2 separate regions of the Sus scrofa genome follow, and region 1 is linked to region 2. A link is a contact called in public Hi-C data. All regions are on one chromosome and are shown on one strand. Each heading gives the region's core, a stretch centred on a gene start, on an enhancer-like site or on the middle of the called end of the contact. The rest is flanking DNA. Distances are from core to core; before and after follow the strand shown.

What was found. A called contact is a pair of places that touch in the nucleus more often than the background predicts.
Region 1: a Hi-C map of mesenteric adipose tissue shows a contact between it and region 2, with 2.2 times the contacts expected there. The contact joins the promoter of IQCA1 here to the enhancer-like site in region 2. A contact is called at or near these places in 12 of 47 Hi-C or Micro-C datasets (alveolar macrophages, embryonic fibroblasts, fetal heart ventricle and 7 more) and 1 of 2 datasets of contacts at active chromatin or transcription factors (skeletal muscle).

The regions. Positions count from the first base shown.
Region 1 is chr15:136,318,078-136,324,144 of Sscrofa11.1, forward strand. It overlaps IQCA1 (IQ and AAA domain-containing protein 1), which reads right to left and starts at 4,648. Exons shown (of 19, transcript XM_013984621.2): 1 at 3,319-4,648. The coding sequence starts at 3,329.
Region 2 is chr15:136,183,555-136,189,355 of Sscrofa11.1, forward strand. All of the region lies in intron 15 of IQCA1 (IQ and AAA domain-containing protein 1), which reads right to left. Among named protein-coding and RNA genes, the nearest start is that of ASB18, 70 kb to the left of the region's middle. Within about 2 kb of position 3,532, at least 17 of the 83 cell types and tissues checked have an H3K27ac peak or open chromatin away from gene starts, as enhancers often do. A contact at or near this core is called in mesenteric adipose tissue, omental adipose tissue, retroperitoneal adipose tissue and 2 more, where this site is marked.

The sequences.
Region 1 (6,067 bases), core at 3,398-5,897, 140 kb after region 2:
CCGTGAGGATGACGTGAGGCAAGCAATGTGTCACCGGGGGAATCCGGGTGATGATGTTTTAATGATAGTGTTTTAATAAGAGATGTAATAGAAATGTGATTTACATATCATCAGTACAGTGGGGTTTTTTTTTTTAAAGCATATTCCCAGTATTTAAAAAAAATTTTTTTTTTAGCATATTCCCAGAGTTGGGCAGCCTTCCCCTTGATCTGATTACAGAACAGTCCATCACGCCAGAGAGAAGCCTGGACCCAGTGGCCAATACTCCCTACTTGACATATCACCCTCCTCCCACCCCCCCGCGACCACTCGTCTAATTTGTCTCAATTTATTTGCCTTTTCTGGACATTTCACCCAAGTGGGGTCAGGTAACACGTGGCCCTACGTGACCGGCTCCTTTCACTCCGCATGATGTTTCCGGGGTCGGCCAAGTGGTGGCATAGACGCCTCCCTTGTTCCCTGTTACTGCCTGATAAGGTTCCACCGCATTTAAACACCAAAACCACACGCTGTTGCTCTGCGCATCAGTTAATGAACACGTGGCCTGTGTCTGCCTCTTGGCTCTGGCGAATGATGCTGCGACGAGCATTCCTACCCAAGCTTTAGTGTGGACCTGTGTTTTCCCTCCTCTTGGGGACGGCAACGTGGTTTGTAAAGGCCAAACCGCTCTGGGGTTAAAATCAGCACCTGTCTCCCGCGGCAGTGGGTCTCAGGCGGGTCACTTAACCTCGTGCCTTTGCTTCCTCAAGTGGCAAATCTGGATAATGACACCTCCCCTGGACACCGCACAGGATCCCTGGGGAGTGGGATAACAGATGGGAAAGTGTTCTTGAAATTATAAACGTGCCTTGTAAGGAGAAGGCCGTATTTCATCCACGAGACCACTTAAGAGTTTTTTCCAGTACATGATTGGTTTCAGACTTCAGCATCTGACCTAGAAATGTTACAGATATTGAAGTCAGGAGGATTGCGGGGGGAGAAGAGCGACTATGACATGTGAAAGAGACCAGATTTTTATTTCTACAGCTTGGCAGTTTTCCTAGAGCTGGGGGTGGGGGAGGGGGAATGCACACGTGGGGGAGGGGGAAAAAGGACTTGAATATTCAGACATAACTATGTACTTCGATACAAAAATCTTGCAAAATGGGAATTCTCATTAGACACGATAAACCTTCAAATTCTTCTAATACTATCGAGTCATTTGTCCTTCTGGAATATTCCTTGGCATTCTCAGGGAGGCCTGGCTCTCCCTCTCAGGGGGGACACAGCTTCCCTGCAGCCCTCCCTCCCTTTGTCCCAGAGCCCTCTGACCTCTGGCATGGAGTGGGGTCAGGCCCCCGTTCCTCCCTCCCTGCCCCCACACTCCCTAGTTTTGAACCTCATTTTATCCGGTGGCATCCCCCATGGCCCTCAGGGTCACCATCGTCTACCACCTACGTGGTCTTTACAGGCCCCGTCATGACACCTACCCGCCACATAGCATCTTTACCAGGTCTTCTGCGCTTCGTGCAGTCAACAACCTGGGCTTCCGTCTCTGAAGCTGGCAGCTGGAGCTGCCTGCTGGGGCCTGCCCTCACAGGCAAGGATGTCAGCCCACTTCTCCCGCCTCCTCCCCTATCAGCCCGCTTCCTTTACCCCGGCCATTCCTCAGCAAACAAATAGGCTATTGTTGCCCAGCTTAAGAAAAAAAAATTGTCTCCAGACCCCATTTCCCTGCCACCAGCAACAGCTAAACGCCTCTGAAAAGTCAGCCCTGCGTCATCCACGACTTTCCTCCTCCCCCTCTCGCCTCCATTCATTCCCGTCAGTCCTTCCATGCCATCTCTCCACGAAAGGTCAAGGTCACGGCTGGACTCCACATGCCAAATCCACAGTCCACGCTCAGCTCTCTTCGCGCTTGTCGTGGCAGCGTTTGATGGAGTCTGTTACTCCCTCCTCCGAGAAACTTTTTTTTCCCTCCTGGCTTCCACAGTCCTGCTTCTTCCTCAATCATCTTGCCGCTGACTACTTTGCTGGTCTCATCTCCCCCATCTCATCCCACCGGATGACCCCAGTCTTAGTCCTCAGCCCCTCTCTCTCTTCCGTCCACACTCATCCCGTGTCTCATAAAGACCGACTGTGCCAACAGCTGTCGGATTTATGTCATGCACAGACCTCTCATCTGAACTCAAGTCAACAGCTACTTATCTCCAGCTGACGTCCCGAGAGCACTTCCAACTCAACACATCCAAAACCGAACTCCTGATCTCCCCCACCCGCAAAATTCGGCCAGCCCTGAGCCTCTCATTTCCTGGCCTAGAAAGCTGGTTAGTGATAGTTGGACTTCAGGTTTGTGACAGCTGGAGTGATGGCTGGCACTGAGTCGTTGTTGAATATGAATTACTTGGCCTCTTGGTGCCCAAGAGTCTTCATGTATAAATAAGGAAATGATAATACTACAGTGCTGACATTACAGGGTGCTGGGAAGATTCGGGGTTATTATATCTCAAGCACCCAGGACAGGGTCCACGGAGTCAGCACTACGACATAGGTTTGAGATGATTCTTAGGAAAGAACTGCTGTGTTGGTGCCGTGTAACTGGTACAGGGCTAGGCGAATACTCTGGTGCCACTGCTACCTGATGAGGGGTCCCGGGGGAAAAGCACAGCAGTAGGAAAAGCTTCCTCAAGAGTCTTCTTAACTTTAACACAGGGCCTGAGAGTTTTCACAAAGCAACGTATATCACTGGGAAGGATTAACAAAACCAATGAGCTGAATTACTGAAGGCACGGCTTCTTCAAAAATACATCCATAGGAGTTCCTGTCGTGGCTCAGCAGTTAATGAACCCGAGTGGCATCCGTGAAGACGCGGGTCGGATCCCTGGCCTCGCTCAATGGTTTAAGGATCTGGCATCGCCTTGAGCTGTGGTGTAGGTCTCAGACATGCCTCGGATCCAGCGTTGCTGTGGTGTAGGCTGGTGGCTACAGCTCTGATTCGACCCCTAGCCTGGGAACCTCCATATGCCGCGGGTGCGGCCCTAAAAAGACAAAAAAAAAAAAAATCCATAAGGGCTTAGTGGGCATGAGCAATGGGTCTGGAGGAGCTCATCTCTATGGGGGCGGTGACAGCGGGAGGGGGAGTTGAGAGACAGAAATGTATGGCATTCTTTGTCCACAGAAGGTGATACTCTATGCTGAGGTGTATCTTTACTTGCTGACACCGCAAAAAGGTGTGTGTGTGGTGGGGAGTGGTGGGAAGAAACGAAAAAGAAGCACGGCAAGACTTTTTTCTTTGGAGAAACCTACCCCATAGCTACGGCCCCGCAGCCCATCACTTACGCGTTCGACATGCTGGCTACTTTCCCTCTTTTCCTCGCCCGCCTGGAAGCTCTTCTGTCGCCCTCTGAAAGCTGGCTGCAGAAGTCAGGAGACCACCAGAGGCGCTGGCGGAAGGTCCTTCTGGAGAGGGACTGGGACTGGGGATATCCTCTCACTTAGAAAAGGGAAAAGCAATAGCCAGGGGTGCGAACAGCCCCAGAGAGGGGGATTCCAGCGTTCTCCTCTCCACCGCGAGGCTCCAGAACCTTACTATGGCCGCGAGCCAGAGGCGAGGCGGAACCTAGCAACGGAGACGCTACGCCTGCGCAGCGCGGGTCCGCTCGGCCGCCAGCGCGCTTTCCGCCCCTGCATGCTTTGCGCCTGCGTGGCGCTCCTGCTGTTTCCCTGGCAACCGCGTGGCCCACTGGGGCGGAAGCTGCCCGGCAGGTGGTGGCTGAGCGGGTCCGAGTCACCGCCTCCCGGGGGATCCGCCCAGAGCGCGTTCCCCGACAGGCCCCGGTCCCACGTACGCTCGTTGTCCGCCTTGCGTCCCGCTTTCCCGTTTGCCCATTTTCTTCCAGCTTCAGATATGTGGCCTTGGACGAGGTCCTCAATGTTTGGGACCCCAGTCTTCCGGTCTGTAAAGGGGGGGTGACAGTCGTTCTTCGTTCCAAACATTTCTGGGTGTCTGCTGCGGGCCAAGCTCAGACTTAGATCTGCGGGTGCGGGCGGAGAGGCAGATGCTGCCCTGCTGGGGCTTAATGAAAATGGAGTAAGGCAACAGCACACCGTAAATATAAAAGGTGTGGCTGTTATTCATTAGCAAGTCGCTCCGAGTGTTTGCTTTCATTGTTCTGTCGTCTTTGGTAACCGTGGGGATTTATTTGCAGATTTTATAATCTGCAGTTCCTACAGGAACACATTCAGAAGGACTGCGGTTGAAACAGCGTGTAGAGGACAAACACGTAAAAATTATAATAAATCTGGATCATAGGACCGTTCTCCCACACCGCAATTACTATGACATGAATAAAAGAATAGTAAAAACCAGCAAATAAAAAAAAGAAAAGAAAAAAATTAAATACAACTTCATACCATAAACTTCAAAACAACTCAGTGAGATAGAAGCCTGCGCCGGAGAACAGCATCTAATTTCATCCCCTGGGGCAAGATGCCAGGTAGACAAAGTACCAAGGATGCTCACTAATACTTTCTAATGTAAAGAAGACAGGAATTTGAGAAGTGAGGTGAAAGGTGAGTAGAGTAAGAGGAAGCAAGCCACCTGGGAAATCCAGGTGAGATAAAACCATCACCAGTCAAAATACTGGCTGCTGTCCACAGGCCCCATCAAGAGCTAGGAAAAAAAATCACTAGCGCTTGCCATTTTCTAGGACTTTACACCAAACGGAGGCAGAGTTTCAAAGGAGAAGGACATTTTGTCACAGGAACAGGATGCCCTCCTGACAAAGGTAAGGAATGGTGGTAGGGGAGTTTACCAGAATCCAGAAGAGAGCTGAGCCCAGACCTTGCAAAGATTCAGTGGTCAGTCCTTATCCTCACTGTGTATCCAGGCTCGAGAAAGTAAAAATGCCATCTCCCAGCTGTCAAACTCATTCTCATACAGTGTGAGAACAGCCAAGGAGAATTTGCTCACAGTATATTTGAACAACTAGAAGATTTGCAGAGAGCAATCCACAATACATACGTGTAAGATGGAAAGAAGCAGCATAGCCTCTATCCAAATCCAGGACTTCAATAAAAGGAGGAGGGAAAAAAAGGATTTTGGCGTGGATGAGACAGGTTAGCAGCCGAGCCTGGAGGAAGAGTAACCAAACAGAAAAAAATTCTTTACATGTGTTCCATATTATAGAACAAGGCAATAAGGACATCAATTTAACAGAATAAGAGCGGGGAGAGAATATAAGACAACATAATGAGAAGGAAAAGAAGATTCTATGGGAGCTCCCTTGTGGCACAGTGGGTTAAGGATTTGGCATTGTCACTACAGCGGTTCAGGTTGCTGCTGTGTCACAGCTTTGGTCTCCGGCCCAGGAACTTCCTCATGCTGTGGACAGGGCCAAAAAAAAAAAAAAAGAAAGAAAGAAAAGGAGATTTTTATAGCTAAAAGAAACAAATGAAAATCAGAAATAGTTCAACAGAGGAACCAAATTAGAAATAGACGGGGCACAATTCATTTGAATGACTGACTTAAAGGAAAAGCTGAACTCCACTGCAGTGAACGTAGAGAAGAAAGGCATTTAAGCAAATTATAAAGGATGAGCTGATGTTCCTGAAAGGGAGACCTCCGATTAATTTGTTTCAAAGATAGAAAGAAACATTTCTGAGATGAATGAAACCTGCAGATCAAACGTTCTCACTATGTTCCAGGAAAAACTGACTTGGGACAACCCACCCCTGAGATATCCTGGGCATGTTATTGAGCTTCAAGGAGAAGTGGTGCAGGGACCGTGGCTGGCCTCACACTGGTGGTGGTATTTACACCGTTCTTGGGGGGAAACGTGAACCACAAATATTGCCACTCATCACAGTTAAGATTCCAAAATGCGAACACTCTTAGGAAATACAGTGCTCACGTGTCAACTGGCCTGTTTTTAAGTGCAAGAGATAGAAAAGCCAGTGTCCAATGGCTTAAACCGTGAGAGGCTCTACCATCTCCCTTAATGACAAGCATACCGACGAGGCTGTTTTGGAGCTGATTATTTCAGCAGCGTGGTGACATCACCAGTGTTTGGTGGTCTTCCCATCTTTG
Region 2 (5,801 bases), core at 2,282-4,781:
GATTCGTTAACAACTGAGCCACAACGGGAACTCCGATTTTTTTAATGTGATTTTATTTATTAATTATATATGTTTTTTGGCCACACCAGCAGAAGTTCCTGGGCCAGGGATCAAACCCGAGACACAGCAGTGACCACGCTGGGTCCTTCATCTGCTGAGCCACCAGGGAACTCCTCGATGTGATTTTAAGGAAATCAAATTGTTCGCTTCAGTATGAAATTTATTTCTCCAAATCATTTTAACATGGGATCCCCTAATTTATCGATCTAACCTTCATTTTTTGAACATATGGATGGTTTTCTGTTTTCTTGCTAAACTGAAGGGCGCTTAGGTGAGCATTTTTGGGTCCACGAAGTCGCTAGATCTGGGTGTGTGCCAGTGCTTCCCGTTTTCACCGGTGCCATCCACCTGCCTTCCCGGAGGCCCTCTCTTCACACTCTCCAGCCGTAAACAAGTGGGTCTGTTTTTCACTCTTCTCCTCCACAAGTATTAACAATAAAAAACTCCTTGCCAATTTGTTAATGAAAAATGGTATCCTTTGCTCTTTTAATTTTCATTTAGCAGAAAAGGCTTCATTTAAATTACTCCCAGATAGTTTGAGGTCATGGGCAATTAAATGTAATTCATTCATAATTGAACTTTTCAGAAGTTACAGAGGACCGTTTCCTGCGGCCGCCAGTAGGGGGCTCTGCAGCCCCATCGAATATCACTTCCCGACTAAAGTTGCATTTCCACCGACACGTGCTTTTTCAAATTCTGGGAAGTTCGGTCAGACAGTTACTTTTGGTGTGAATTTCGTGGATTTGATCTTCTGTATTCTCCAAAGAAATGCTCTCAACATCTGCCATTAGGATTAAATTCTCTTGGGTTGGGGCAGAGTGGCTCAACAATGAAAACCGGTTTGTGTTTGGCACGCTTGAAGTATGCACTAGATCTGCCCACATGACCTTGGAAGCTTTGGAAGTTCTTTCTGAACGTGTCCTGTTTTGCTTGCCATAGAGAACCCCAGGAAAAACCAGCTATGTCTTTCTATGATTGCGTCTTAAGTTTACCAAACTGAAAAGGAGAATCTATCCACCTTTCCATCCATCCGTCCACCTGTCCATCCGCCCGTCCCACAGAGATTTGCTGAGCATCTATGGTGGGATGCAGGACTGCCTGGGAAACGTGGTCCCCACCTGCAGAGTGTGTAGCCTCCTGTGTCTGAATGGGAGTGGCTGGGCAGCCAGACAGCCACCAGCAAGGTGCTGTCCTGCTGGGGAGGAGCTGGGGTTCACTTTCCAAACAATAGTCACTTGGATTCTGTTTCAATACTGAATATGTGAAGACATCCTGTCCCGTATTTCCATCACTTCAAAAGAATACTTAATGGAATACTACTCAGCCATCAAAAAGAACAAAATAATTCCATTTGCAGCAACATGGATGGAACTAGAGACTCTCATACTCAGTGAAGGAAGTCAGAAAGAGAAAGACAAATACCATATGATATCACTTATTCCTGGAATCTAATATACCACACAAATGAACCTTTCCACAGAAAAGAAACTCATGGACTTGGAGAACAGACTTGTGGTTGCCAAGGGGGAGGGGGAGGGAGTGGGATGGACTAGGAGTTCGGGGTTATAATAGATGCAAATTATTGCCTTTGGAATGGATGAGCAATGAGATCCCGCTGTGTAGCACTGGGAACTATGTCTAGCCTCTTATGATGGAGCATGATCATGTGAGAAAAAAGAATGTATACACGTATGTGTAACTGGGTCACCATGCTGTACAGTAGAAAACTGACAGAACACTGTAAACCAGCTACAATGGAAAAAATAAAAATCATTGTAAAAAGAAAAGAATATTTAAGGAGTCCCCATTGTGGCTCAGCAGAAATGAACCTGACTAGGATCCATGAGGATGCGGTTCTATCCCTGGCCTCGCTCAGTGGGTTAAGAATCAGGTGTTGCCGTGGACTATGGTGTAGGTTGCAGCCAAGGCTCGGATCCCGTGTTGCTGTGGCTGCGGCATAGACCAGTGGCTACAGCTCCAGTTCAACCCCCTAGCCTGGGAACCTCCATATGCCTGGGTACGACCCTTAAAAAAAAAAAAGACAAAAAGAAAAAAGAAAGAGAATATTTAACATGTCTATTTCCGTGCATGATCTTTTACGTAGCAGCAGCAGTACCTTCGAGTCCTTACTGGGTGTTAGCTGGGACAAACCATAAATGACAATCACAGGAAGAGCAGGGATGGATTGAAGAGTCAGATAAACCAAGGCAGAGGAGAGGATTGGGGCAGTGGGGGCGGGGGGGATTCAGGCCCAGTCGATGGACTGTGACAGGTGATCTGGGGCGACCAGGTCAGCGCTGGTGACAGAAACATGCTGATGCCACTGCTGATGGTCAGGCAAATTCGAGGGGAAGGCAGCTGGATGGTGACAGGTGTCAGGCTTACAGATTGTCCAGACGGTCCCCTGGTACCCCTTCGGCCAGCCCACTCCCAGCTACGCCAACCTCATGGGTTCACAGCCGCCTGCTCCAACTCTATGCCAACTCAGAAGCACAAGGGTCAACGCCTGGTGCCGGGCTGCACTCCCCCCACCGGGCACCTTTCCGGCACCCCTGCCCTAAGCCTTTCCAATGTGGTTGAAAATTCTTTAAGGCCTGTGACACGGACCTGGGCCCAGCTCGTCCGCATCGCCCAGCACAGACCAAGAGCAGATGCCCACCACGTTCACCGAGATGACAGCCCGGTCCGCTCACTGCAGACGGCGCCCCAGGCACCTGCCGTCTGGGGCCGCCCCATCCTCCGTGCGGCCGTGGGACCTGGCAACGCGCTGAGGCTGCGGCCCGGTTCTGCTGGGAGCCCAAGACTGCTCTAAAATAGGAAGTCTGGCTTAGAGAACAGCCCTGATACCTGTTTGCCTGGTTTTCCGACAACAGCCCACTCAGGGCTCACGGGCACCAGCCCCCAATTCCTTTATTTTCATGCCTGAAGCTGCACAAAAGGGCGAAATTCTGTTTCCCTCCCTCCCTCTCCTCCCCCCTCTCCACATCCCCCCTCTCCACATCCCCCCCCTTCTCTCACCCGAGCAGCTGCTTTTTGGGGGTCAGGTGTAGGTCTTTGGTTTATCCTGATTGAATTTCACCTTGTAAAGGCGGGACTAACATATTTATTACATTTACTATCCATCTGTGTGGGTGTTTTAAAAAAATCTACCCACGAATAGCAGCGATGTCTTTGTTTGGGTTACTAAGCAGGAGCAGAAGTCTCTGTGAGCTACAGAAACGGTCCTGGCCGGGCTCCCCATCGTCCGACTCCTGGTCCAGCTGTTTACACCAGCACATCTGGGCAGGAACGCTTGGCCTTCTGCCACGGGCTGTTGGCCGTGAGCCTGGCAAGGAGCCCCGGTGGGTGGTGCCGAGGCACGAGCAGCACCTTGGCTCCCTTCTGTCCGATCTGCCAGCCTGTACGGGCCTCGTGGCCTGGACCCTGGCTGGGCAGTCTCATCAGCCCTGACCTCTGAAGCCTCCCTCTGGCTCCAGCCCTCCGCGGCCAGAGCTCTTACAAAGGCAGGAAGCCAGGACTCCAGGAAGGAGGGGACGTCCTTCCCCAGGCCCAGGGCCCGGGATGCACACGCTCTGCTCTGGCCTGTTGTCCTGGGCCCCGCTGGCTTCTCTCAGCCTTCTCATGGGTGGCCGGGATGGTCGGGAGGGGGATCAGGAAGACGGGGAACCCGGTGGGAGCTGCCGACAGGATGCTGTGGCCTCCATTTTCGTCGCTTTCTCAGGCTGAAATGTCCCCAGCAGACATGACCTTGCCCTCAGGCCACCACGAGGCAGGACACAGCCTTTGCTCCCCAGAGGCCAGCTGGGGGCCAGGTGACAGCTTCAGAGCCAGACTGAGGCTTAAATCCTTCTTTGGTACTTTGGGTCACAGTAAGCACTCTGAGCCTCAGTGTTCCTGTCTGTCAAATGGAGACCTTAATCCCTGCCTATCAGGGAGTGGGGCAATTAAAAGGGGGAGGGTGTATAAAACCCCTTAGAAGGTGCCAGACTCCCAGCGGAGACCAAGCATCCTTCCCGCTCCTCCATCCCCGATTCACCATTGCACATACCCCGCGAGGCTGGTGCCATGCCTTCATAACTTCTTTTGCCCACAAAATACCTATTAAATATCTCATGTTTCTTAATTGTTAGAAATATTTCTAATATTTCCTAGCTAAACAGATGTATATTCTTTCCACCTACAGCTTTAGTAGAAGAGAATTTTAAATGACCATTGTTTACTTGTAGAGTAAACACGTCTTTTCTTCCGAGCCTGCAGCATGCCCAAACTGCCCAGGCCAGGAATTGAACCCGCACCACAGCAGCGACCGGAGCCACAGCAGTAACAATGCCGGATCCTTAACCGCTGAGCCACTGGTGGCCTCCTCAATGCATGTCTTCGAGGAGCCCATTGGAGTGATTGTGTGTAAATAAAGGAACCCTCCCCACGGACAGGAGCAAAGTGGATTTGAATTTGTGCTTGGGAAGCAAATCAGAGACTCGTTTCAAAGACGTGTTTTCATGGGTACAGGGTGCTGTGGGTGCAGTGAACACCTCCAGCCAGAAGCGATGTCTGATGTTTCCTAAGTGGTGCATTCTTGGCTCTACAGAGACAAATTTGCTGGGAGGGATTCTCCATAAGAAGACGGGACGAGTAACCGGGCCCTCCTGTTGGTTCGCCTTCTCCAGCAGGTGCCTCCTAACTGCATTTTGCTGCTCTCAAGCTGCTGCAACCCCCGTGCACGTCACAGGACTGCGCCGGGGCTTCCTGGCACTGATGGGCCAGCACGAGCATAATATCCTGCTTTCCTTTGGTTAATTAAAAGCAACCCCCACAGCTGCTCTCAGTCAGGCCAGGACTCAGTGGCCTCATGCCCGTGGTTTTTAATGAAACGGCTTCCATTCCCGAGACCTCTGGGTCTTTCTTTTCTTTTTTCTTTCTTTCTTTTTGTCTTTTTAGGGCCACACCCATGGCATATGGAGGTTCCCACGCTAGGGGTCAAATCGGAGCTACAGCTGCTGGCCTACACCAAGCCACAGCAATGTGGGATCTGAGCTACATCTGTGACCTACACCACAGCTCATGGCAACGCCAGATCCTTAACCCACTGAGGGAGGCCAGGGATCGAACCTGAAACCTCATGGTTCCTACTTGGATTCGTTTCTGCTGCGCCACGACGGGAAGTCCCCTCTGGGCCTTTCATTGATCAGTTAAATACACAGTAAAGGTGAAGCTCAGTGAGGGTGTGTCAGGCCCCCCGACGTGGAGTGGCCTGGGTGGGGGAACGTGCTGTCCCCCGTTTGATAATCAACACTCAACGCTTTGTGGTGCGTGTGACATCAGTTTGCAACGATGCCAAGAAACACCGAGGCGGCTTGTCTGATAGCAGGACAATCTCGGCAGCAGGAGCAGGTGATTGCTTGAGCGTGAGCACTTCAGGATCATGTCCTCGGCTCTGACCTCGAGTCACTCCGGGAACGACCGAGCCCTTCGGTGGGTGGGAGAAGAGAGGCCCAATTCAGCCCCGTGTCAGTCAGAGGCTGCGCAATGCAGCCTCTGGATCCAGAATGAGCAGCCTCTGGACCTGCAGCCTCTGGATCCAGAATGAGCAGGATCACATCACGGCTTTTTGCAGGAAAAGGATTTCAAGGCTTTCTTATCAGTTAAACGGGGATAACAATTGTGCCCCCCCCCCACCATGAGGCTGTTGTGAGGAGTAGATGAGTCAAAACACAGAAGCATAGGGTCTGCTAAATACAGAC